Regions from separate parts of the Mus musculus genome. Here regions 1 and 2 are each linked to region 3. A link is a contact called in public Hi-C and promoter capture Hi-C data. All regions are on one chromosome and are shown on one strand. The core of a region is the stretch at or near the end of the contact, and the rest is flanking DNA. Distances in the headings are between cores, read along the strand shown. Region 1 overlaps Arfgef3 (ARFGEF family member 3). Region 2 has its middle 84 kb from the start of Nhsl1. Region 3 holds the start of Hebp2 (heme binding protein 2).

Region 1 (4,795 bases), core at 861-3,360, 170 kb before region 3:
ATGAGTTTCCTCAATAGTCATTTGATTCTTTTCCTGTATAACAAGCCTCGGTATCCTATGCATACCCTGGAGTTGAGGAGGCAGTAGCCCTTCTAGGAGGGTCCCTAGGAATGCAATGAGTATAAGCAGAAACATTCAGGAGAGCAGCACTCTGAAGATAGATGAGGGAAGACATTTGCGAGGACAGTTTTAAAGTGCTAAGCCTGTGTTTGATGAATGGTTGCTAGCCTCGAACAGTTGAGATCCTCTTGACTTTAGGACTACAGCTTGAGGTGGTAGTATTCTTGGCCTTTCCACATGTTCAAACTATCCTGACACTTAACTTTTATATCTGAGGCTAAATTTAATGACTCCATGCTGGAACTTTCATAGTTGTAGATAAAAGTCAATGAAAGAGTGACAGATATAGACTATTGTATTTTCTGGCTTCATGGGCCTGTTCATCTTACATGGGAGTGTGCTATTATATCTAGATTGATCCTATCTTTGTGCATTGGCTGTCGTAGGAGGCTGCTCTGCGGATAGGATAGAATAATTTAAGAGAATGTGTGTGTGTGTGTGTGTGTGTGTGTGTGTGTGTGTGTGTGTGTACATTATATTGGTTAACTCCTAGAAGCACCAGTGTTTGTATTGTAGATGCCTTTGTTTCCCAGGTTATCATGTATTCCGTTGAGAATATGTTGCTATGCAAATGGTGAAGACCCTTTTGCTATATGGTCCTTACATTCTGATCTGTACTTTTCCACTTACTAGCTTTGCCCATGGATACATGATCTATGTCTTTATCTATGATATTGACCTGATAGTGTTCATTGTCCAAGCTCTGGTTGTTGGGAGCCGCCCCCACATTCGCCGTCACAAGATGGCGCTGACATCCTGTGTTCTAAGTGGTAAACAAATAATCTGCGCATGTGCCAAGAGTAATTTTCCACTACATGTACTCTGCCTTTACTCGGCCATGGGCTGCAGCCAATCAGGGAGTGATGCGTCCTAGGCGAAGGATAACTCTCCTAAATAGGGAGGGGGTTTCGCTTTCGTTTTTGGGGGCTTTCGTTTTTGGGCTTGGGGGCTTGCGCTCCTGGCTCCTGAAGATGTAAGCAATAAAGTTTTGCCGCAGAAGATTCTGGTTTGTTGTGTTCTTCCTGGCCGGTCGTGAGAACGCGTTTAAGATCTGGTGAGGATTGAATTGCTTGATACTAAGAGACTGCCTCTGATGCATAGCTATGTTATTTAAAGCAGGGACCCAGGTATTACTGTTTTTCTAACTTTTGACAGTACTCATGCTTCTGTCAGGGCCCCATGTTTTACGGTACCTAGTTAGGTTGCTAGGTTATGTTATTATCTTGCCTCAAGACTGTTGTCTCATTGATAACAGAAATAATTGCCTATCAATCTGCCTAGTTCTGTAAGTAGTATAATTAAGAGGTAGGTATACCAACCCCACTGTCTGTACCAAGTGGGCACTCAATGACTGGAGTACTGGCACTAAGTGGACATGGGTTAGAAGAACAGCTTTCTGGTTTCTTCTTGGTTATCACAGATTCCTTTTGACTTCCTTATTGATACCCTGGTTTTTTGTTTTTTGGTTTTTTCACTCACTTTTTGGAGACATTTTCTCAGAACCCCATCCTTTCATCCTATACCTTGTTCTTCCCCATAGACATTTCATCTAAAACTTCAGCTACTGCTTCTAGATAGATAATTCTAAAGTTACCCTGAGTTCCACATTATCAACCCTTAGATGCCTCCCCCAAAAATCCTTGAACTCAGTTTGCAGTGATGTCGATCCTATACTTCCCATGTGTTCCTCCAAATTGTGCTGCAGGAGCTCCACGCTGCCCCATTATGCCATCTGTGGGTCCCGTTTCCTCCCTCTGTTTCTTTAGGCAATCATTGACTATAACATACATTCAACATGGGCCCATATAGTAGAGTAGATGCTTTTACATGATGACCATTTATAGGGTGTGTTCATTGTGCTAGTTGTTATTACTCTAATATCTGCGTGTCATGGGACCTGCCCTGAGGTTACATGACAGTGACTCCATTCTTGCTTTCTTCTGATCCAACCAAATGTCCCCCCAAACCTTCCTTTTACATTCTCAATACCTGAGGCCTCAGAATTCCCTGCTCAGACTATGTATGCCTCTTCCAGAAATCACCTTTGAGTTTCTGATTTGTGTCTTTCAGAGGGCATGTAGTACGATAGGTGTTTGTGTTCCTGGGTGCAAGAGCTGTACATGAGCAGCTATTTGTGGCGTTTGAGTACTGAGGTGTTTGTATCTGTATCCATGAGACCTCATGAGGGACAGGGTAGATCAAATAGTGGAAAATTGAAAGGCTGAAGCAGAGGATGGAAGGAGTATTGTGAACATATATAAGGATGGCCTTGGGAAGTCAGTTAAGAATATGACTAGTAAGTACACTGTTTCACTGTTACAACACTTCTCTAGGCAAGTAATATTAGTAATATTAGTTATATTACCAAAGGCTAGCTTTGACACCACAGGTAAACTGAGGAAATCTGAGTGTGGAGTCAATGACTGGGGAACTGACTGGTACTAATAGCATATTCTAAGCAATTCCTCTCCTGGGCATATACCCAGAAGATGTTCCAACTGGTAATAAGGACACATGCTCCACTATGTTCATAGCAGCCTTATTAATAATAGCCAGAAGCTGGAAAGAACCCAGATGTCCCTCAACAGAGGAATGGATACAGAAAATGTAGTCTATTTACACAATGGAGTACTACTCAGCAATTAAAAACAATTAATTCATGAAATTCTTAGGCAAATGGATGCATCCGGAGGATGTCATGCTGAGTGAGGTAACCCAATCACAAAAGAACACATGTGATATGCACTCACTGATAAGTGGATATTAGCAAGTTTTTTCTATGCTTAGCTGATGATATTTTGTATATACCAAGAAACAGATCATCAGCTATCTTATGTCTTATTTTTGAAGTCTTTCTCAGCTAAACTGGCTAATCATCTATATTCCCTTTTCTTGTATTCACAGTAGCATTATTTATTTTCGTTCACACCTTTTCTTGGTGCACACTGAAACCTTTGCCACATCCCTAGATCACAAGATCCAGGAACTCAGACCCAACCTAGAATGAATGCTTTCTTTTATCATTTACTTGTTCCAAGCTTATTTTTCTCTTCCAAGTACAATTACATGCTTGAAAGGCATGAAAGGTCACTGTCTAACTTATTCAGCCCTCACTACAAGGGATGGGCCCCAGTTTATTCTTTTTTTTTTTTTCTCCTGGGAATCAAAAATTATTCTTTCATTTTTTCAAATTTTTATTAGATATTTTCTTCATTTACATTTCAAATGCTATCCCGAAAGTCCCCTATACCTTCCCCCCCACCCCCGCCCTGCTCCCCTACCCACCCACTCCTACTTCTTGGCCCTGTCGTTCCCCTGTACTGGGGCATATAAAGTTTGCAAGACCTCTCTTTCCACTGATGGCCGACTAGGCTATCTTCTGCTACATATGCAGCTAGAGACAGGAGCTCTGGGGGTACTGGTTAGTTCATATTGTTGTTCCACCTATAGGGTTGCAGACCCCTTCAGCTCCTTGAGTACTTTCTCTGGCTCCTCCACCGGGGGCCCTGTGTTCCATCCAATAGATGACTGTGAGCATCCACTTCTGTGTTTGCCAGGCACTGGCACAGCCTCACAAGAGACAGTTATATCAGGGTCCTTTCAGCAAAATCTTGCTAGCATATGCAATAGTATCTGTGTTTGGTGGCTGATTATGGGATGGATCCCCGGGTGAGGTAGTCTCTGGATGGTCCATCCTTTCGTCTTAGCTCCAAACTTTGTCTCTGTAACTCCTTCCATGGGTATTTCCCTATTCTAAGGAAGAATGAAGTATCCACACATTGGTCTTCCTTCTTCTTGATTTTATTGTGTTTTGCAAATTTTATCTTGGGTATTCTAAGTTTCTGGGCTAATGTCCACTTATCAGTGAGTGTATATCAAGTGACTTCTTTTGTGATTGGGTTACCTCACCCAGGATGATATCCTCTAGATACATCCATTTGCCCAAGAATTTTATAAATTCATTGTTTTTAATAGCTGAGTAGTACTCCATTGTGTAAATGTACCACATTTTCTGTATCCATTCCTCTGTTGAGGGACATCTGGGTTCTTTCCAGCTTCTGGCATTATAAGTAAGGCTGCTATGAACATAGTGGAGCATATATCTTTATTACCACTTGGAACTTCTTCTGGGTATATACCAGGAGAGGTATTGCTAGATCTTCCGGTAGAACTATGTCCAATTTTCTGAGGAACCACCAGACTGATTTCCAGAGTGATTGTACAAGCTTGCAATCCCACCAGCAATGAAGGAGTGTTCCTCCCTATTTTATTCTTAATTCTAACTTTATTATAACTTAAACCATCTCCTTTAACTTTTTATCAATTACCCTAACTTCCTAAAACTATTTAAATTAAATCAGGAGTTCTATCAAATAATTAATCCATCTAAACAATATTAATTTTTGGAAGTTCATCTTCGTATTGATCTACAGGAAAATTGCCCAGTCGAGAGGGTTGTCCCCCAAAAAGCTCACTTGCTCATTGCAGCTCCTCCTGCATGGTTTCTACCATTACATGATTTTATTTTGTGTATGCTGAGAGTTTGAATGGGTATGTATGTGTACTGGTGTGTGTGTGTGTGTGTGTGTGTGTGTGTGTGTGTGTGTGTGTATTAGAAACAAGAAGAGAGAAAAATGTGAAAGAGTGCCTATATGGAGGCCACAGGTCAACATGG
Region 2 (4,383 bases), core at 265-2,764, 220 kb after region 3:
ACGGGTGGGATACATAGCCCTGGGGCTAATTACATTTGATGTTAATTCCGTTCTCCCGTGAGGGGCTCAGACAAGGAATGAGTCAGCACTCAGGTGATTTCCAGAAACCTGCTTCCCACCTTAATTTGTAAACTAGAGGAGAACTGATGATTGGGCAGATAGAAGGGAAGGTGGGGCAGAAGGTGAGAGGGAGAGAAGAAGGAGAAAATGGAAGAGAGAGGATGCAGAGGAGGAGGAAGAAGAAAAGCGGAGCAGAAGCACATGGCCTGGAGAAACCGAAAGTTCTAAGCTGTGGAAGATGGTAGTGTAGCGGTAGATCTGCCCAATCTAGGCGCACAGCATGTAATCATATTAACTGTGTTGTGCTTTCATTGCCCGGGCATATTTGGGATGGGAGATTTACTGCAACAAAAATGCCATAGTATAAAAGGTGCCCTGTGGTTAGACGGCACAGCAAACCCTCTCAATGCTTCTAGAATCTAAAGGGGTGGGCATTCTTTCTACAACTATTATTTTAAATTGCCTTTTCCTATGCTCTGTTGGCAGCAGGATTTCATATTTACTCAGGAAGTTCTCTATTGTTGTCAAGACGGGGGTCTCAGGTAGCCCAGGCTAGCCTCAAACTCACCATGTGGCCTAGAATGACTTTCATGTCCTGCTGTTCTCTCCTCTGTCCCCAAGGACTGGATTTCAGACACGAGATACTACATTCAGTTTCGTGCAGTGCAAGGGACTAAACCCAGGTCTCTCTTCACTCATGATGGGCAAGCAACCTACCACTGAGCTACATGCTCAGTCCCAATAAGTCCCAGTAAGTGCTTTTAAAACAAACTGAAAAGAATTTAGAGTAGGACTTGGAGAGATGGCTCAGAGGTTAAGAGCACTGACTGTTCTTCCAGAGGTCCTAAGTTCAATTCCTAGCAACCACATGGTGGCCCACAATCATTTGTTATGGGATCCAATACCCTCTTCCGGTGGTCTGAAGCCAGCTACAGTAATATTCATATACATAAAATAAATAAATAAATCTTTTAGGAAAAAAAAAGAGTTTAGAGCAGAAATCACAAGACCTTGTCTTACTAACACCTTTTACTAGCCCTAGAACTTTCATTTCTTGATCTATAAATTGGGCTTAAAAATGCAGTCTAGCCTTTCTATTTTATTGGTTTTGGAATAAAATAGAAAGGGGGAAGGGTGGCTCAGAGGTTAAGAGTACTGGTTGTTCTTCCAGAGGACCCTAGTTCAATTCCCAGGACCCACATGGTAGCTCACAACTGTCTGTAACTCCAGTTCCAAGGGATCTGACACCCTCACACAGACATACATGCGGGCAAAACATCAGTAACAGAAATGATAAACAAATCTGAACAATGGGTTTTTAATCCACAGTCCCACTTCACAGGAGCTTGTGAGTGTTAGTCATGGAAAGCAGCGAATGCTGAGCCTGGGAAACATTTGCTTGGTAAAGGAAGTACAAAGCCCACAGCCGGCATGAGTCCACTTGTCTGGAATGTTCAGAACAGTTAAATCCACAGAGGCAGAAAGGAGACTCCCAGTGACCTGGAGGTAGGAAGGTCAAGAAGAAAGGGAGACTGACTCCCGGGATGTGGGGGGCCATGCAAATAGGCTGTGGTCATGTTTCTCATGTCTGAATACACTAGAAGTCACTGGCCCCTACACTGAGAATGGCTGGATCTAGGAATTGTGTCTCAATAAAATTAGCTGTAAGGCCAAGCCACGGGTCTATAGTTCTAGCTACTTGGAGGTAGAAGCAAAATACTGAGTTCAAAGGCTGCCTGGGCCATAATGTGAGTCAAGGCCATAGACAACCTTCAGATTTAAAATTAGAGCATTTCCTAATATGCCCTAGTCAGATCCCAAGTACTGAGGGTGAGGGAGCACGCCCACAGACCTTAAAAACCAAACATAGCCATGCCAGTGAGAATCTGCCCGTCTCTGCAGAGCGAAGGCTCTTGCTTGTTAACAGAGCCCAGACACAGCTATTCACACTTCTGCCCCTTGTCACAATTTTCAATGTAGCCTTATTTAGTCAGCAGCAAAATTAATCAAGTTCTACTTGCACAGAAACAGGTCCGGTGAGATGATTCAGTGGATAAAGGCACTTGCCACCAACCCTGACAGCTTGAGTTGACCCCTGGATCCCACAAGGGGGAAGGAGAAAACACTTCAGTAAGTTTCCTCTGACTTCCATGTGTCATGGTGTGTGCACATCCGAGAGTGTATATGCGCATGCGCACACACACACACACACACACACACACACACACACACACACAATGTTATAGTATACATGTGATAATATCCAGTCACTGTACTGAGCTCTATAATAACAGATGTGCTGCCATCCCTAACCTCAAGTAGCTTGCAGTCTGGCTGAGGAAAGCATGTGTCAAAGAGTCACATTCAGTCGCTGTAAATGCAGTACACTTAAGATCAGTACACTTAGTCAGGGCTCTTAGAGAAACAAGTGACAGAATCGATGTACATACATACATACATACATACACACACACAGAGATACATATATATATGATACCCGCTGAGACATCCAGCCTTGTGGACTGAACAACTACTGGATGCGTGTGTGTGTTTCATATATGTGTATACATGACTACATATATATATATACATATATATATATATACACACACATATATATGATTTATTAGAGAGGCCTGTAGTCTGTGTTCCAGCTATTCCAACAATAGCTGTGTAGCAACAGAAAATCCAGGAATCCAGTAGTTGTTCAGTCCATGAGACTAGATGTCTCTGCTGGTCTTCAGTATACACTGGAATCCCAAAGAAGTAGGCTTTAATGCCAGTGAAGAAACGTGCCATGCCAGCAAGAGTGAGCGCAAGCAGGCAAGAGTACGAGCTTCCTTCTTCCACATCCTTTATATAGGCTGCCGCGAGACAGTGTGGCCCAGATTAAAGGTGGATCTTCCCACCAAAAAAAACCTTTCACAGGTGTACCCAGAAGCTTGAGTTTAAGTTAATTCCAGATGTAGTCAAAGTGACAACCAAGAATAACCATCACAAAGTCCATCCTGGACCACTTTCCACAACATGGGATCATCAGGTATAGCCTCAGAGTCCTCACAAGACATGGATAAACAGGGACGTGTTTTTGCTAACTTAAGACAGGTTTTGTAGGACTCCCCCCACCTATGATATTTGGAAGATGGCAAGCCTGAAGAAATATTCCTCGTGATCCTTGAAACCAGTAGGACTGGCCCACAGGACTAAGTGTTGTTTTTCAGGTTACCACCGGTACGTGTGGTGCAACCTTACATGTGGTGGTTATGGGCAGTCATGAGTGAAATAAGAACTGGATCCTGGCCCCCTCTCGTGCATGTGCTGCTGGAGACTCATTAACAGGTATATCTTACCAGAGAGATGAAATTAAGGTTCTCAGGCAGCCCTCTGACAGTTCCCAGCATGTGTCTACACTTCGATCCCTATCTCTAAACACTCCTACAGTGAAGCTACACACATAAGCAATGGACAGCAAGGGAGGCAATCAAAGGTCTGTGCGCCAGCCCTCAGCCTAGACAAATCACTTCAAGTCTTTTGGCTTTGACTACTCCTCTGGTTATGAGTTCATGAAATTAGTCAATTTACAGTCAATTCTCAATACGAAGGTTCATGAATGAAGGATGTAACTTTGAAGACCTGCTTATAAAAGATCAACACGTCAGGCACAGTGGTACCTTCAGTCCTAGCACTGTGAGTTCAAGGCTAGGCACCTTCCACATGCTGGGACTGTGGATATGAGCCACTATGGTAGACAAGGCATTGCTTTAAAAGAATCCTGCAGATGCTAAATAGGATAAATATATAGGGTTTTTATTATATGAATATATAGGCTCTTAGCACACAAAAAGAGTTGCGTGCAAAAATGGGACCAAACCTAATAATGTGTTTAATAACTCATCTTTTTCTCTGTATGCACACCTATGATCTAGGCATAATTACTTTTGATAAAAGCTTTCATGATTATATGAAAATGATGAACCAGGATTACTGGTATAAAATTAAAGCCACTTGAAATGACATGCCTGTGAAAACTTTGAAGAGAATTATTTCAGTCGCTTCAAAAACAACTTTAGAGAGAATTCAGGGAGCTGCTGGGCAGTATTGTTTATTGGAATACACATATTCAAAGAAAGGAAAGTGAGCAGGAGGTGATGTCATTTGCATGTAGCAGCACTTGGAAGTTGGAGGCAAGATGATATGGAGTTCAAGGCCCACCTTAGCTATATAGCAAGTTCAAGACCAGTCATGACTATATGAGTCTCCATCTAAAAGGAGGAGGTAGAGGAGGAAATATATTCAAATGCAAAGCAAAACTAGCAAAATAAG
Region 3 (4,781 bases), core at 821-3,320:
TCTGAGCGCTAGGCGTGGACTCAGTAAATCTGGGACACTTTTACACCATCCTGGCTCTTTGACATTTTCTAGAGATGACCCGTGGTCAATCAGCAGGATGGGAGGTGCAGGGTGGGTAGGCCCCTCTGCTTTATTTTGTTTTTGGTTTCCAATCAAACCACAAAGATAAGTTCAAGTTACTAGTTTCTTGGAGCATGGCTCTAGGAGTTGGGTGTGCCCCAGTTTGCTTTCTGATGCTGCCATAAAACACTATCCAAAAGTGACTCGGGGAAGAAAGTGTTTATTTGGCTTACATTTCCATACCACAGTCTATCACTGAGTGATATCAGCAAACTGTGGGCAAGAACTGAAGCAGAGACCACGCAGGGAAGAGTGCTGCCTGTTCCCAGACTCACCTTCAGCTACCTTTCTTTTTGCTTTTCTTTCAAGACAGGGTCTCTCTACACCACCCTAGCTGTCTTGGAACTCACTGTAAAGACCAGGCTGGCCTCCAACTCACAGAGATCTGGCTAACCGTCTCCCCAGTGTGGTGCTGGCATTAAGAGCATCTATGCCACCATGCCCAGCCCCAGCTACACTTCCCAGAACCAGTTGTTCCAGGTGGCACCACCCACAGTTTGCTGGGCCCGTCCACATTAATCATTCATCAGAGAGAATGCCCCATTGACTTGCCTACAAACCAATCTGTTGAAGGCAGGTGTGTTCTCTGTTGAAGTTTCCTCTTCACGTATGACCCGGATTTATGCCAAACTGACAAAAAAAAAAAAAAAAAAAAAAAAAAAGCAAACAAAACAGAACTAACTAGCACAGGGGCTTAGAACATGCTAAAGGCTGAGGGGGGAGATCATTAAAAGATGGGCTAGCATTGTAATTGCTGCAAAACTCCATAAATATAATTGAAAGCCATTAAGTAGTTCACTTTACTATTATTACTGATTCTCTGTTTTTGAGGCATTCGGATATAGCTAAGAGGGGGTGGGGGTGGGGCAAGTGGCTTCAATTTTTGTGTGTAGTCAAGGGTCACTTAGAATTTCTGGGTTTCCTGCTTCCAAACTCACAGTTCTAGGATTACAGGGGTACACCACAATGCCTGGTTTATTAAATAGTAGAGGTATGTTAAAACATATACATGTAATTAAAAATAAAACTGAAAAAAATTCCAGCATGGGGGAGGGATGTCTCTGGAGTACTCCTGAGAATTCTTTATCAGTAACGGGTTGCTGGGACCTAGAGACTCATTTCTTTTTAGGAGTGTGAGCATGGGTTTTCAGTGCCTCAGTGATAGACTCCAGCCTAAGTGCATGTGAGTTGAACTAGCTGAATCCAGTGAGCTAAATAAATACTCAAAGAATTTTGGAAGGAAGATGTGATGGGGTGGAGGTGGGGTGGAGAGTGGGGTTTCAGGAGTTGAGGGGAGAGAGGGGCAGGTGGATATGATCAAGATAAATTGTATATCGGTATAACATTTTAAAAGAAAAAAGAGATGAATTATATATAAATTTATTTCAATAAATCTTTTGGAAAAAGTATGAAGCCTAGCCAAAATATCTAAAGAGCACTAGTGTGTGCTCTGGCCCGTCCTCCAGGGCTGACTGGAGGACTCAGATGGTTTCAGTAGCCCAAGACACAACACACACACACACACACACACACACACACACACACACACACACACACACACACATTGCTCTCCCCAAAGATGCTGGGTCTCCATTGACTTTCCACATTGAGCAAACCTGAAAACTGTGGGCCCTGGCTGCCCTTCTAGTATAAATCAGTCTGCGGATCCCAATTTGGACTCCAGGATCTAAGGGCAGCAGGAGTCAGAGTCCTGAGTGCTAGCTGCTAGAGGTCTTGGAGCTCCGCTGCGAAGTCTTGGGGCAGGCGATTTTCTTTTGTGAGGGTGGGGAGGAAGCTGATTTTGCAGAGGCGCTGGCAGCGTTTTCAATGTAGGGAGAGGCTCCCTGAATGGGTGCCCGGACTGGTTCCACAGAAACCGAGCTAGGAGCTGCTCAGTCCTCCGCCCACCACTGCCCACAATCCAGTTCTGCAAAACATCAGCTAGGTGGGAGGGACTCTGCAGAGGACCTAGATGACCCAGGGCCAGCCGGCCGATCCTGATCAGTCTGATCAGCTAGCTGATCCTGACCTTATCCCTGCAGAGGGGTGTGGCCAGGGCTGGCGCAAGCCTGAGGTTGGTCGCGACGCCGCCTTGTGGCTCAGACCGAGAATGTCCTACGGACCCGCAGTAAGGGCTGCAGGGCCGAGCGTGCGCCGGTGGGGAGGGGACTCAGAACAGGGTGGCCGGTGAACACAAACAGGGCGCGCCCCTCCCAAGCTGCCCTTACTCATGGCAGAGGAGCCGGAGCCAGACCTCGGGGTGGCCGAGGGCTCAGAGGATCAGGCCTTGGAGATGCCGAGCTGGAAAGCTCCGGAGGACATAGACCCCCAGGTAGGCGTCTTCCAGGGCCCGCAAAGATTCATCTGGGCTACTTTACCGTGATATGAAGAGTCCCCTAGAGTTAAGTTAAAATATATATATATATATATATATATATATATATACTATTTTAGATCTGCGCGAACCAGGAGATGCGTTGTTTAGCTGACCCCAGGAGAGAGTCATACATCCACTTCCTGTCCGCGGAGCGGGTGGGGTAGGGAGAAACTGGTTACTACTACACAGACCCAGCGCTTCGATTTAAGAAAAGCTTGTAATCTGTCCTTAGGGCAGTATCTGCTCTCCAACCCGTAGGGAAACCTCAGGAGAGTCCATGCTTGTCCTAAAGAACGGGAACCTCAGGCTAGACCTTGGGGGGAGAGGGTTGCAGCTCTCCTGTATTGGGGACTCTCACCTCCTGACGTTCATGAGTTGCTGCTTGTTCATGAGTTCATGAGTTACTTCTCTTAAGTTTTCTCTGTACCATTTTAGCCAGGAAGTTATGAGATCCGGCACTACGGACCGGCTAAGTGGGTCAGCACTTGCGTGGAGTCCCTGGACTGGGATTCAGCCATCCAGACTGGTTTCACAAAATTGAATGGCTACATTCAAGGCAAAAATGAGAAAGGTAAAAGTAGCCTCCGAGATGCTGCGATTACTGAGTTTTAGTCTCCTGAAGAATTCTGTTTTGTAATAGACGAATAACCAGATGACTGAAACTCTAATGTTTTTATTCACGATTGGCTTCAAGAACTTTAGTGTAGCTACAGTAGAGTGTTGCTGGGTTCTGCTTGTCAAGGTCTATACTTTCCTCATTTTTTTTTTTTTTTCCTAGATGAAATGGGACTCTACCTAGGGAGAAGTCCTTTCCTGTGCCAAATGCCTCTAATAGTGATATCAAGGGACAGGAAAATGCAAGGGCATGAGCCTCAAGTTGTGTGTGTGTGTGTGTGTAATTTTGCAAGTCTCTTCGCCTTAGGACCACAATTTCTGAGATATAGAGAAAAATAATTGGCCCATGTTTTCTGTGATTTCTTCTTTATGTTTAAAAATATAGAATTTATTAACCCAAGAAAACACTACAGAAAATTGTTTAATGTAGAGTAATGTGTCATTCTACCACTACCCCTTTATAAAAGAAAAACAAAAACAAAAAGATGAGACATATCAAGGGTACATATTTATAGTGGTAATGTAAAGGAAATCAAGAAACATCAGCCATAATATGCTAAAATTGCTTTCATTTTTTCCATGACGTAGAGATGAAAATCAAGCTGACAGCCCCCGTGACAAGCTACGTGGAGCCCGGCTCAAGTCCTTTCAGTGAGTCTACCATTACGATTTCCCTGTACATCCCCTCTGAGCAGCAACCCGATCCACCCAGGCCTTCAGAGTCAGATGTCTTCATTGAAGACAGAGCTGAAATGACGGTGTTCGTGCGGTAAGTGGTAGATAATTCACAGCCATGCTGCCTGCCGGCCTGCTGGCTGCTGGTTTTACCTGTGTGCATTCACCAGTCCACAAGCATCTCACCCTTCCATAAGAACCGTCTACTAGATTTCAGGATGTTTTCCTGCTGTCTTGGTTTTAAAATGTCACTGAAGTCTATTGCAAGATAGAATCCATTTATTGAGAAGTCTATTATATATCTTCCACATATAAAACATAGCACAAATTGTATCACTTGAAACATAGGACTATCCTTTCCTACAAAATAGATAGATCTGAACAATAATGCCTTCAAAAAACAGCATATGGTGTCTGTCCTAGTCTGTTTGGGCAGGCACAACGAATACTATAGACTCTGTGGCTTACCACAAACACAAGTTTGCTTTTTGTAGTTCTTTCTAGAAGCTAGGTTCAAGGTCAAGGCACTTACAGTTTTAGTGACTGGCTAGGGGCCATTTCCTGATTCATATAAGCACATTTGACCCTCTTTTGTAAGGGTGATAATTCCTTTCTTAAGGGCTCAGTCCCCCCCAGGATCTAACCACCCTCCAGAGGCTCTTTAAACTATCCCATTTGTGATTAGGAGTTTGATATGAATTTGAGAGAGACAGGCATTCAGTCCACAGCATTCTGTTCCTAACTGAAGAAACTTTGTGTCTTTCTCACTCACAAAAATGCATCCAGTCACATTTTACCAGCCCTAGAATCTTAGCCTATTTCAGCATTGACTCAAAAGACTCATTTAAATAACATTCAAATAAAATCTGGCTTGAGACTCAAAGCATGACTTATCTCAAAGCAAATTCTCTCTAGCTGTGGGCCTGTAAAAGTCAAACAAGCTATGGGCTTGTTTGTACAACATTGTGACATGCAAAGGAGGAACATCCCCTTT

The links. Promoter capture Hi-C pulls out the DNA fragments that hold promoters and counts their contacts. A called contact is a pair of places that touch in the nucleus more often than the background predicts.
Region 1: a Hi-C map of the N1E-115 cell line shows a contact between it and region 3, with 6 times the contacts expected there. The contact joins the enhancer-like site here to the promoter of Hebp2 in region 3. A contact is called at or near these places in 2 of 484 Hi-C or Micro-C datasets (the N1E-115 cell line and embryonic stem cells) and 1 of 9 other capture datasets (adipose tissue).
Region 2: a contact with region 3 is called in a promoter capture Hi-C map of stem cell-derived epiblast-like cells, with 2.7 times the contacts expected there. The contact joins the enhancer-like site here to the promoter of Hebp2 in region 3. A contact is called at or near these places in 11 of 39 promoter capture datasets (the 3T3-L1 cell line, 3T3-L1-derived adipocytes, embryonic stem cells and 7 more), 15 of 484 Hi-C or Micro-C datasets (the N1E-115 cell line, Sertoli cells, cardiomyocytes and 9 more) and 6 of 115 datasets of contacts at active chromatin or transcription factors (embryonic hindbrain, embryonic stem cells, microglia and 2 more).

What each region holds. Positions count from the first base shown.
Region 1 is chr10:18,712,871-18,717,665 of GRCm38.p6, reverse strand. The region is part of intron 2 of Arfgef3 (ARFGEF family member 3); the gene reads left to right. Among named protein-coding and RNA genes, the nearest start is that of Gm32926, 28 kb to the left of the region's middle. Within about 2 kb of position 2,110, at least 1 of the 459 cell types and tissues checked has an H3K27ac peak or open chromatin away from gene starts, as enhancers often do. A contact at or near this core is called in the N1E-115 cell line, where this site is marked.
Region 2 is chr10:18,321,017-18,325,399 of GRCm38.p6, reverse strand. It overlaps a transcript of Nhsl1 not described here. Among named protein-coding and RNA genes, the nearest start is that of Nhsl1, 84 kb to the left of the region's middle. Within about 2 kb of position 1,514, at least 35 of the 459 cell types and tissues checked have an H3K27ac peak or open chromatin away from gene starts, as enhancers often do. A contact at or near this core is called in pancreatic cancer cells, stem cell-derived epiblast-like cells and trophoblast stem cells, where this site is marked.
Region 3 is chr10:18,543,365-18,548,145 of GRCm38.p6, reverse strand. Hebp2 (heme binding protein 2) reads left to right here and starts at 2,070. Exons shown (of 4, transcript NM_019487.3): 1 at 2,070-2,452; 2 at 2,933-3,068; 3 at 3,701-3,881. The coding sequence starts at 2,351.